Regions from separate parts of the Oryctolagus cuniculus genome. Here region 1 is linked to region 2. The links are chromatin contacts, called in public Micro-C maps. All regions are on one chromosome and are shown on one strand. The core of a region is the stretch at or near the end of the contact, and the rest is flanking DNA. Distances in the headings are between cores, read along the strand shown.

Region 1 (5,150 bases), core at 1,399-3,898, 51 kb after region 2:
GAAAGGTTAAGCGGCTGCCCATGGCCACACAGCCGCTGACTGGTGACACTCAGCCTTTTTTTTTTTTTTTTTTTTTTTTGACAGGCAGAATGGACAGTGAGAGAGGGAGACGGAGAGAAAGGTCTTCCTTTTGCCTTTGGTTCACCCTCCAATGGCCGCTGCGGCCGGCACACTGCGCTCATCCAATGGCAGGAGCCAGGTGCTTCTCCTGGTCTCCCATGGGGTGCAGGGCCCAAACACTTGGGCCATCCTCCACTGCACTCCCTGGCCACAGCAGAGAGCTGGCCTGGAAGAGGGGCAACCGGGACAGAATCCGGTGCCCCGACCAGGACTAGAACCCGGTGTGCTGGCGCCGCAAGGTGGAGGATTAGCCTAGCGAGCCGCGGTGCCGGCCAACACTCAGCCTTGAACCTGAGCGAGGCTGTGCCTCCAAACCACAGCACATGGTTAAGGCCATGCTCCAGAGGACAGGCGTCTGGTGTAGCGGTAAAGCTGTCACTTGGGACGCCTGCCTCCCGGGTCACAGTGCCTGGGTTTGAGTCCCTGCCCCGATTCTGATCCAGCTTCCTGCTAATGCGCACCCTAGGAGGCAGCAGGTGAGGGCACAGGTACTTGGGTCCCTGCTGTCCACATGGGGCACCTGGACTGGAATCCTGGCTCCCGGCTTCAACCCGGCCCAGCCTAGACAATTGCAGACATTTGGGGGCTACACTTCAGTGGGTAGATCTCTCGGTGTTGCTCTTCCTTTCAAATGAAGAGAAACAGAAACAGAACTTTCAAAAAAGAGGGTGCTCAAGACAGTCAGATGCCACGCCCCATAGAGACCATTGGCCGGCCCCCAAACCCGAGTCTTTGGCCATCTCAGGCATGGCCCTGAGCACTTGTGTCCTGAGGCAGCTCTGCTCAGCCGGGACTCGAGACTTCTTCCCCCAACCAGAAACACGAGGAAGTTGGACATCACCAGCCCTGTTTATGGAGGGGAAGTCAGGGTGCAGGCCTGAGCTCAAAGAGCTCTTTGCACTTAGCCCAAGGGTTTCTGTCCCACAAAGTTGCCTGGTAGATACCCGTGTCCATAGCTGGCATGCCACACTGAGGACCCCTGCTGGGCAGAGGGAGTAACAGCAGCCTTGGCCTCAGCATCACTGAGCACCCACTGAGTGCTCCCCAGGCACTTGGGCCCTGTGGCCTCATTTAACCCCTGGAGCCTCGCTAGTAGGTGTCACTGCACCATACAGGCTCAGAGCAAGAGGCAACCTGCCCAGGCCACGGGGCAGGCTCTGTCCCCACTGCCTCTGCACCTGCTGCACAAAATGCCACAATCTGACCGCTGGCAGCAGTGTGGCGTGCCAGAGGACAGTTGTCTGCTGGGCCCGTGGGATGCTGTGCGCCTCACTGCCTCCGGTAACGATGTGTGACAGCAGTGCTCTACCTCTGCTTCTTCTGACAGTCTGAGAACGGCCTCGCCAACCTCTGCGATTCTGGGCACAAAGCAGTGGCTGGCATTGGCTGGGCGACTCTTGGACAGGGGCCAGTGGCGGAGGGTATGAGAATAGGGAAGATGGAGTCCCTGCTTCCTAAGCAGTTCCATCCAAAAGGAATACACTAGTGTAGATTGACACCTGGCCAGGCCCTCCCCTGGGCTGGGCCTGCGCCGTCCCTCTCCCTGTCACTGTAGGCCGGATGCTGAAGCGTAGGGTCTTGAGGCTGCTATGACAAAATACCTTGGGCTGGGTGGCTTAGGAACAGAAGGAACTTAGTTTTCAGTAATCTGTAGGCCGGGAAGTGCAAGGCTGAGGTGCAGGCAGACTCGTGTCTGCCAAGGGTTTGCCTTCTGACTCATAGGTCACACCTCTTGCTTTGGGGAGGAGGCCAGGGGTCCCTCCCCAGCTTCTTTTATAAGGTACCAATCCCTCTCATGAGGGCCCCACCTGCCGAAGATCCCATCTCCTCATGCCATCTCCTTGGGGATTAGATGGGGGGTATGTGGCATTCAGGGCACAGCAGGTGGTGCACGGCCCTGTGGCTCTGCCAGGTTGGGGCAAGGCCGGCTGCAGGAAGGGGCCTTGTTTCTGACCTCTTCTTGGGCAGCAGCTCTGTGCTTGCTCTGCAGGTGCAACAGCAAACTGAATAGAGGCCCCTCCCCTCAAGTATCCCCACCCCTCCTCAGTCCAAGTTCAGCCAGTGCTAGGTGATGTGGAGACCAGGACGCAGTGCAGATGACTGACTCCTGCCTTTTTGAAACTTATGAGTGCAGGAGCTGGCTGTCCACCAAGCAGTAAATTAGATGTGAGATAGTGTTTGGTGCTGGAAGGGGAGCCCCTGAACCTCCCCCAGCCCAGCCCAGTCGAGGGCCAGGGGGCCTGAGGGAGCTGAGGTAGCCAGGTGAAGAGAACAGTACCTTCCTGACACAGAGACAGCAGGCACCAGGGCCCTGTGGTCTCCTGGGGGGGTCAGGCACTGCACACACCCTGCAGGCTTTGAGCTTATGTAATGAGACCAATAACAAGAGTCAGGGGCCCTCAGGTGGCGGGGTGGGGTGGGGATGGTTGAGACAGAACGTGAACAGCTATGGGAGTCCAGGGCGGAAGGGAATAGGCTTTGGCACAAGCTTGGGAAGACAGAGGCCAAGGGTGAGGCTGGCCGGGCAGTGCGAGAGGGGCCTTCGAGGTCGTGTTGAATGCAGACGTGGGCGAAGAGGGAGAGAGGGCACCAGGCCAAGTGCACCGTGCAGAAGTCCTGGAGACAGGAGAGCCTTGACCTGCAGGAGAGGTCAAGGGCAGGCCCTGGAGAAGAGGCCAGACGGCACGCACGCTCAGGAAACAGACTTCGACTGTAGCCATTTCTCCCAGAGTAGCAGGCCTTCCCTCCCTGCTCTCTGCCCCAGAGAGGGGCCTGACCTCATGCCTGCAGCTGAGAGCGCGCCACCTGCTCAGCAAGTTGCACCAGGAATTTGGCCCAAGTTGGCCGAAACGCGGGGAAACATGAGACACACGGAGCAGGGCCGGGCCGCGGCTCCCAGGAATGCAGTCTCGGCAGGTTTGGGGCTGGGCGCACTCGCAGCACTGGGAAGCGCCTTTCAGGTTTCACTTACAACACCCTCGGGTCAGCCGCTGCCACACGGCCGGACTCTCTGTCTCGGACGCTGAGGGCAGTAAGCGCCGGAGTTTAGAAATGCATCCGGAAGCCACTGTGGCCTCCGGGCACTCCACGCTCAAACTCACACTTCTTTTTCTTTTTAAGGTTTACTTATTTGTTTGAAAGGCAAAGTTACAGAGAAAGAGAGACAGAGAGAGGCATCTTTCATGCACTGGTTCACTCTCCTGATGGCTGCAACTGCCAGGGTGAGCCAGGCTGAAGCCGGGAGCCTAGAACTCCTGTCCAGGTCTCCCACGGGGATGCAGGAGCCCAAACACTTGGGCCATCCTCTGCTGCTTTCCCAAGTGCATCAGCAGGGAGCTGGATCGGAAGTGGAGCAACCGGGACTTGAACTGGCGTCCATATGGGATGTGGGTGTTGCAGGTGATGTCTTAACCTGCTGTGCCACAGCGCTGGTTTCTCAGACTCATACTTCTACTTGGGGCTCCCTCCAATGGCCTCCTCATGGGGCGTGTCCCCTTTGCTGATGACCAGGAACTCAGGTTCTAGAGAAAGCAGCCACCTGGCCCGCCTGACCTCAGACCCCTTGAGCGGCCACAGCAGTGGGCAGGCGCTGGCTGCCTCGCGTGTCACTCACAGCATTCCCGTTTTCTGTCGGGAAAACTAGACCCACATGCTTAGACTACAGAACAAAAAGCATCGTCCGAAGGCTCCTTGATTCCTCCAAATCAAGGCAACACATTTCCTCTCTGCATGTTGCGATGGAGAACTTCCATGGAGGAGCCTCTCAGAGCTGCTGTTTCCACCAAGAGGCCAAGTGGACATCCACTCCTTCCCACCTGGACACGCCCTCCGGCTGCCACGCCCCAGCCTGAGAGGTGGAGGTGAGGCCATTGCACCTGCAGGCGTTCCAGGCTGGGGGCCTCTGCCCAGGTCAGTGTGAATTCTCCCCAGGGGAAGGAAGTGGAGGCCAGCAGAGCGCTGTGTTGCTGCAGTCCTTGGAGTGCTGGGCCAGCGCAGAGCGCTTGACACAGAGCCAAAAGCAACAGGGGGAGAGCCTGTGGAGCCGCCCAGGGAAATCAGAAAGCTTCAACCATGCAGAAAAGAAAACATCGCTGCCGGGCAGAGTCGTGGGGACTCCGGAGTCTGTGATGAGAGTGGAGGGGAGCCACGGGGGCAGTGAGGACGACTGGCCCTCATCCGCCGAGCCCAGCGTGGGTGCTGAGCGGTTCTGACCGTGCAGACCGGGCCTTTGCAGCCCGGGTGATGTTTGCAATGCGTAGAGAAGCACCTGATGGGGCAGAAGCCACACTTTTCTCAGCATGGGCAGCATCGGAGGGTGGGGACAGGTGGGGTGAGGACAGGAGAGGAACGTCGCTTTTTCTTTAAACAGTGGACGTAGACCTGTAATTGAAAAGCCCAATAAAGGAAGGCACGCATAGGAAACGAGTCCCCTAGCCCTGCCAGAAATGCCCGGATGCTGCCCACCTGGCTGATAGGGAAGATGACCCTGACCCCCCCGAGCTCCCCATTTTTCTCTTCCCTACCCCTAAGTGGAGCCAGCCTGGCTGGACAGAGGCCTGTCCTCCCTGAGGCCAGGACAAGCAGCATGCACACTGTCCCCAGGGGCAGGTGAACACCCCACGCTCTTGGCTTGCTTGGGCTGCCTCTGGCCACAAGGTCATTGTTACAGCTCCCTGGGGCTTAGGTTGCCTTCCTGCGAGAAGGAACCAGCCACTCAGGAGGCCGCTGGCTCTGAACCTTGGCCTCTGGCTTTCTCTTCTGCATGTCACCTTCCCCAGGGACAGCTACACATTGGGTCAGGGCTGTGCCTCTGTTTTCTTATGGCCACTGCCCTCCCTCTGGCCCCACGTGGACCACACAGCAGACAGAACCGACAGCCCTCAGGTTACCCAGTGAACTTGAAGCCTGGGTTAAAAACCTCCCTTCTGGGGTGGGTACTGTAGCACACTGTTAACAGGGACACTGGGGACACCCCTGTCCCATAAGGGGCGCCTGAGTTCAAGTCCCACCTCTGCTTCCAGGCTCATCCA
Region 2 (4,536 bases), core at 96-2,595:
CTCTTACCAAGAATATTGTCTGGTGTGAAAATGTGTGCTGCGATTTACTTTTTTTTTTTTTTTTTTACAATGAGCACGGTGATGGCTGGCATTTATTGAGCATTTAAACATGGTGTAGACAGTGTTGCAATCCACATCCGTACGGAAACCAAAGCCCTGGAGGGCTGAGATTCCCTGATTAAACAGCTTGCTGAAGGTGCCTGGGCAGGTTTGCAGGCGCGCCTGGGCTGCTGAGCGCTCCTGGGTCAGGTCCTCCATCCGCGGCTCTTTCTGCAGGTGCAGAGAGGGGAAGCCCAGCTCCGAGTTAGGCGGAAGCCCCAGGGTCGGGGAGCCCTGCGCAGCGGAGGGTCTTGCACGGGGCAGAAGAGCGCGGGTCGCTGTGAGCGGGGTGGGGGTGGGGGGCCTGGGCTGGCTCACTGCCGAAGCTGGAGGGGCTGTGCGGGGCGCAGGGACCAGGCGCTGGCCGAGGTGGGGGCACGGAGCCCCCCGGGCTGGGAACCTGGGTGGCTCCCGGCCAGGCGCGAGGTGCTTGATGGCCGCGGGCGCCCCGCAGACGGGGGTGCCCCTCCGGGGACGACCTGGGGACAGGGGCGGACCTCGGGCGAGAGCGGCTGGGGGGTGAACATGGCCTGCGGTGGGAAAACGCTGGAGCGCTTCCCAGGGCCGGCACGGAGTGAGCACACCAGGGCCGCGGGCGGGGGTGGCGCAGACCGAACACGCGAGTTTTCTTTTTTAAATAATGAGGTACAGGATCCAGTTTCTGCCACGTCTTCCGCAAGTGAACGACAAAGAGAGCGCTGTGTGGTCTGCGGCGACCGCTGCTTCTTCTGGGTCCGCAGCCTCCCCATCTTTATAACGAGGCTATAGACCAAGTGGTCCCTGGGGCTGAGCGGGCGGCCTGGCAGTGTCAGGATTAAGGGGCTCCGATCCTGACTCTCGCTGGCCTCGACAAATGGTAACAGGCCCCCCGCTGGAGGAACACCGGCTACCTGCCCTCGCTTGGAAGAGTTCTTGTTTGGCTGCGGGGATTCCCTGGAGAGAGACCTGCCCCTCACCACCAGGGGGCGTCCGAGGAGGGTGCGGTGTGTGTGTGCCCGCAGAGCAGGGTCCTTTTATTTTTGTCTGATCCCCGGGAAAACAGCTCAATTCCTGCCCAGTCAACACAGAGCAGGAGCTGTCCCTTTAAGAACACTGGAGCAATAGAATAAAGCGGCCAGGGTCTTCATTTTACAAATGCACCTGCTTGAAGAGAGTCAGCTCCCCAAGACTCTGGTGAGCAGGTGCTCTTAAAGCCACCTCACCCTCCGGGCCAAGGAGAGCAGCCCAGAGCCAGTTCTTTCTGCCTCCTAAGACCGAGCTGGGAGAAATCACGTGGGCAAGTGCCAGGGGAAACGGCCACCAGCACAGCCAAGGTCAAACAGAAACCATTCTGTGAGTCCTGCTTTTCATGTAGCTCAGGGAAGCCTTCAGGGTCTCTGTCCTGACAAAGGGCGGTTGACTGTCACTCAGGCCCTTTGCTATTGTCACCACCACCGTGGTGGTGGTCGTTAGAGGAGATCCCCAGCTGTCCAGGGCCAGCACTTCCCGACCCTGCCCCCTGCCTCGTCCTCTGCCTGCCTCGCCCCTCCTTGCCGAATGTTGTACTGTCCCTCCCACAGTCCCCAAGGGAATGCCAGCAGCCATGCTTTTCCCAGTCCGGCTTGAATGCTTGGGGAGCACAGGTCCCCCTGCACTCCCCAGTTGTCCTCCATACCTGCCCTGGGGGCTTTAGCCCCACCTCTAGGCTGGGGGTGGGGGCTGTGACCCAGCATCCAGTAGCCCTTGTCCTCTGCTCCCTCCCACCTGCCATTCCTCCATCCTCACAGCCCCTTGGAGCTGACAGCCTGCAGCAGAGGGAGGGCCTGCTCCAGCCTCTGTCCTGCCCGCCCCTCCCTTCTTCCTGTTGAAACGGAGCCGATCTGAGATCTGAGCTGTGGCTTTGGAAGAAACCGCTTCAAAGCACCGGAGCAGGGAAGGGGCCTTCCAGGGCCTGGAGGTGGAAGCGTGCCCAAGAACAAACAGCAAAACTTCTGAAAACGGGAGCACGAGCTGTCATGTACCTTCGAGCAAAACAGGATGCTGGTTGGCAGGAGCCAGAACAAAGCTACCTGAGGTGTTCTCCTGCTGTGGGGTGAATATGGCTGTGAGAACAGGGGGCTCCGAGGGTTGAGAACAGGGGCCCCGAGGGTTCAGTTGCATGAGGCTGTGAGAACAGGGGCTCCAAGAGTGTGAGAACAGGGGGCTCCGAGGGTCCAGGTGCATGGGGTGTGAGAACAGGGGCTCTGAGGGTCCAGGTGCATGGGGTGTGAGAACAGGGGTCCCCGAGGGTCCAGGTGCATGGGGTGTGAGAACAGGGGCTCTGAGGGTCCAGGTGCATGGGACTGTGAGAACAGGGGCTCCGAGGGTCCAGGTACATGCTGTCTTTTACCCTCACACACACCTGAGGTGCCTGTGCATGCTCTCAAGAGGTCAGGATTTCAGGGCTTCTTATGCCCTTGGGACTCCCAGGAACAAAGCCTGCTCCTCCCAGCCAGGAGCCACGGGACCTTCAGCAGCAATTTCGATTTGAGCCTCTGATCCTAACCTTGTCCTTCAAATCCTCCTTCTGCTTCTGCTCACACCTAGGCATGTGTCATGAGGTTGGCCACAAGGCTGGTCAGAGTTGATGGCTCGTTCACAATGTCTTTGTGGGTCTGGCACAAGGCTTGAACCTTCCACTCAGAGTTGGACACACAGAGAAATGCCCTGAGAATCCAAGAGTCAGCCCCAAGTGTCAAGATGGAAGAAGTCCCCTAGGCTAGGAGTCCTGGTGGCCTACCCCTTACCCCAGGCAGTTCTGTGGTTAAAAGGCTCACCCTGTCCCTGTCCCAGTCCCTGAGTCCTCCTCTCATTGTCACAGGCCAGGATGACTCAAGTCCTGGAGAGCACCCCAGGCCAGCTGGTCAACCATCTGGGATGCCCAGTAGCCAGGGCAGCAGCCACCCAGCTGCTCGTTAGCCCCACAGCCATGGCCCCCGTCCTAGGACTTCTCAGCTTGTCCAGCTATGAAAGTCCCTGCTTAATACTGAAAAGAAATTCAGATTGGCCCCAAGACACATATTGGTAGGAAGTACAGTTTTGGTGGACAGAGGAAAACAAAACCTGTGAAATTCTGCCGTGAGTTCAGCAGTGTTGTGAGGCAGGCACCGCAAGTACACCCACATGTATCTGAAAAGCAGCACCACAGAGCAGACGATGGCCACAGGCTCAGGTCTTGTCCCTGGGGCCCTCAGGGTCAAAGCCACAGGTTTTTGAAACCAGAGCCGCCCAACTCTCCAGGGAGAGCTGGACTTGGCAGTGTGCACAAAGACCTTCCTGCTTCATGGTGGCTAGACCAGACATTGGGGGCTGGCGGTAAGTTCCAGGCTGCCCCTGTAGTCCCCAAGACCCCCATGTTAATGCCGATGAGGCTGAGGCCAGCACCTTCTGGTACCTTCTGAGTCAGCAGTTTCCAAACCTGGCTCTCCACAGGAGCCCTCCACAAAGCTTCTTCTTCTTCTTCTTCTTTTTTTTTTTTTTTTTTAAATTTTTATAGATTTATTTATTTATTTGAAAGAGTTACACAGAGAGAAGAGAGAGGTCTTCCATCCGATGGTTCACTCTCCAGATGGCCGCAAGAGCCAGAGCTGCGCTGATCCAAAGCCAGGAGCCAGGAGCTTCTTCTGGGTCTCCCACGTGGGTACAGGGGCCCAAGCACTTGCGGCATCTTCTACTGCTATCCTGGGCCATAGCAGAGAGCTGGACAGGAAGTGGAGCAGCTGGGTCTCGAACCAGTGCCCATATGGGATGCCGGTGCTTCAGGCCAGGGCGTTAACCCACTTTGCCACAGCGCCGGCCCCCACAAAGCTTCTTAAGAATACAGATTCTTGGCTGGCACCGCGGCTCACTAGGCTAATCCTCCACCTAGTGGCACCGGCACACCAGGTTCTAGTCCCGGTCGGGGCGCCGGATTCTGTCCCGGTTGCCCCTCTTCCAGGCCAGCTCTCTGCTGTGGCCAGGGAGTGCAGTGGAGGATGGCCCAAGTGCTTGGGCCCTGCACCCGCATCAGAGACCAGGAGAAGCACCTGGCTCCTGGCTTCAGATCAGCGCGGTGCGCTGGCCGTGGCGGCCATTGGAGGGTGAACCAACAGCAAAAGAAAGACCTTTCTCTCTGTCTCTCTCTCTCACTATCCACTCTGCCTGTCAAAAAAAAAAAAAAAAAAAAAAAAAAAAAAAAAAGGAATACAGATTCTTGTATTCACCTCTGGACGACTAGAGGCTGCCCAGGGCTCCATGGCTGTATTGTTTTAAAGCTCCCCAAGTTAAGGCAACACAGGATGTGGAAACTTTGTGTGAATTCTTTGTATGCATCCGAAAAGGTTAAATCCTTCATAAGTTCCGGCGCGTTTCACCATCCTGGCAGTCCTGTTCCCCGGGGACTGCTGGAGGTGGGCGTGAGTGTTCCCAAGTGAAGCTTTG

What was found. Hi-C and Micro-C count contacts between places; a contact is called where the count stands out from the background.
Region 1: a contact with region 2 is called in a Micro-C map of ear pinna, with 10 times the contacts expected there. The contact joins two enhancer-like sites. A contact is called at or near these places in 5 of 6 Hi-C or Micro-C datasets (ear pinna, embryonic fibroblasts, psoas muscle and 2 more).

Annotation. Positions count from the first base shown.
Region 1 is chr2:111,790,158-111,795,307 of mOryCun1.1, forward strand. No RefSeq gene overlaps it. Among named protein-coding and RNA genes, the nearest start is that of MAL, 6.1 kb to the left of the region's middle. Within about 2 kb of position 2,649, at least 2 of the 8 cell types and tissues checked have an H3K27ac peak or open chromatin away from gene starts, as enhancers often do.
Region 2 is chr2:111,740,581-111,745,116 of mOryCun1.1, forward strand. No RefSeq gene overlaps it. Among named protein-coding and RNA genes, the nearest start is that of MRPS5, 32 kb to the left of the region's middle. Within about 2 kb of position 1,346, at least 2 of the 8 cell types and tissues checked have an H3K27ac peak or open chromatin away from gene starts, as enhancers often do.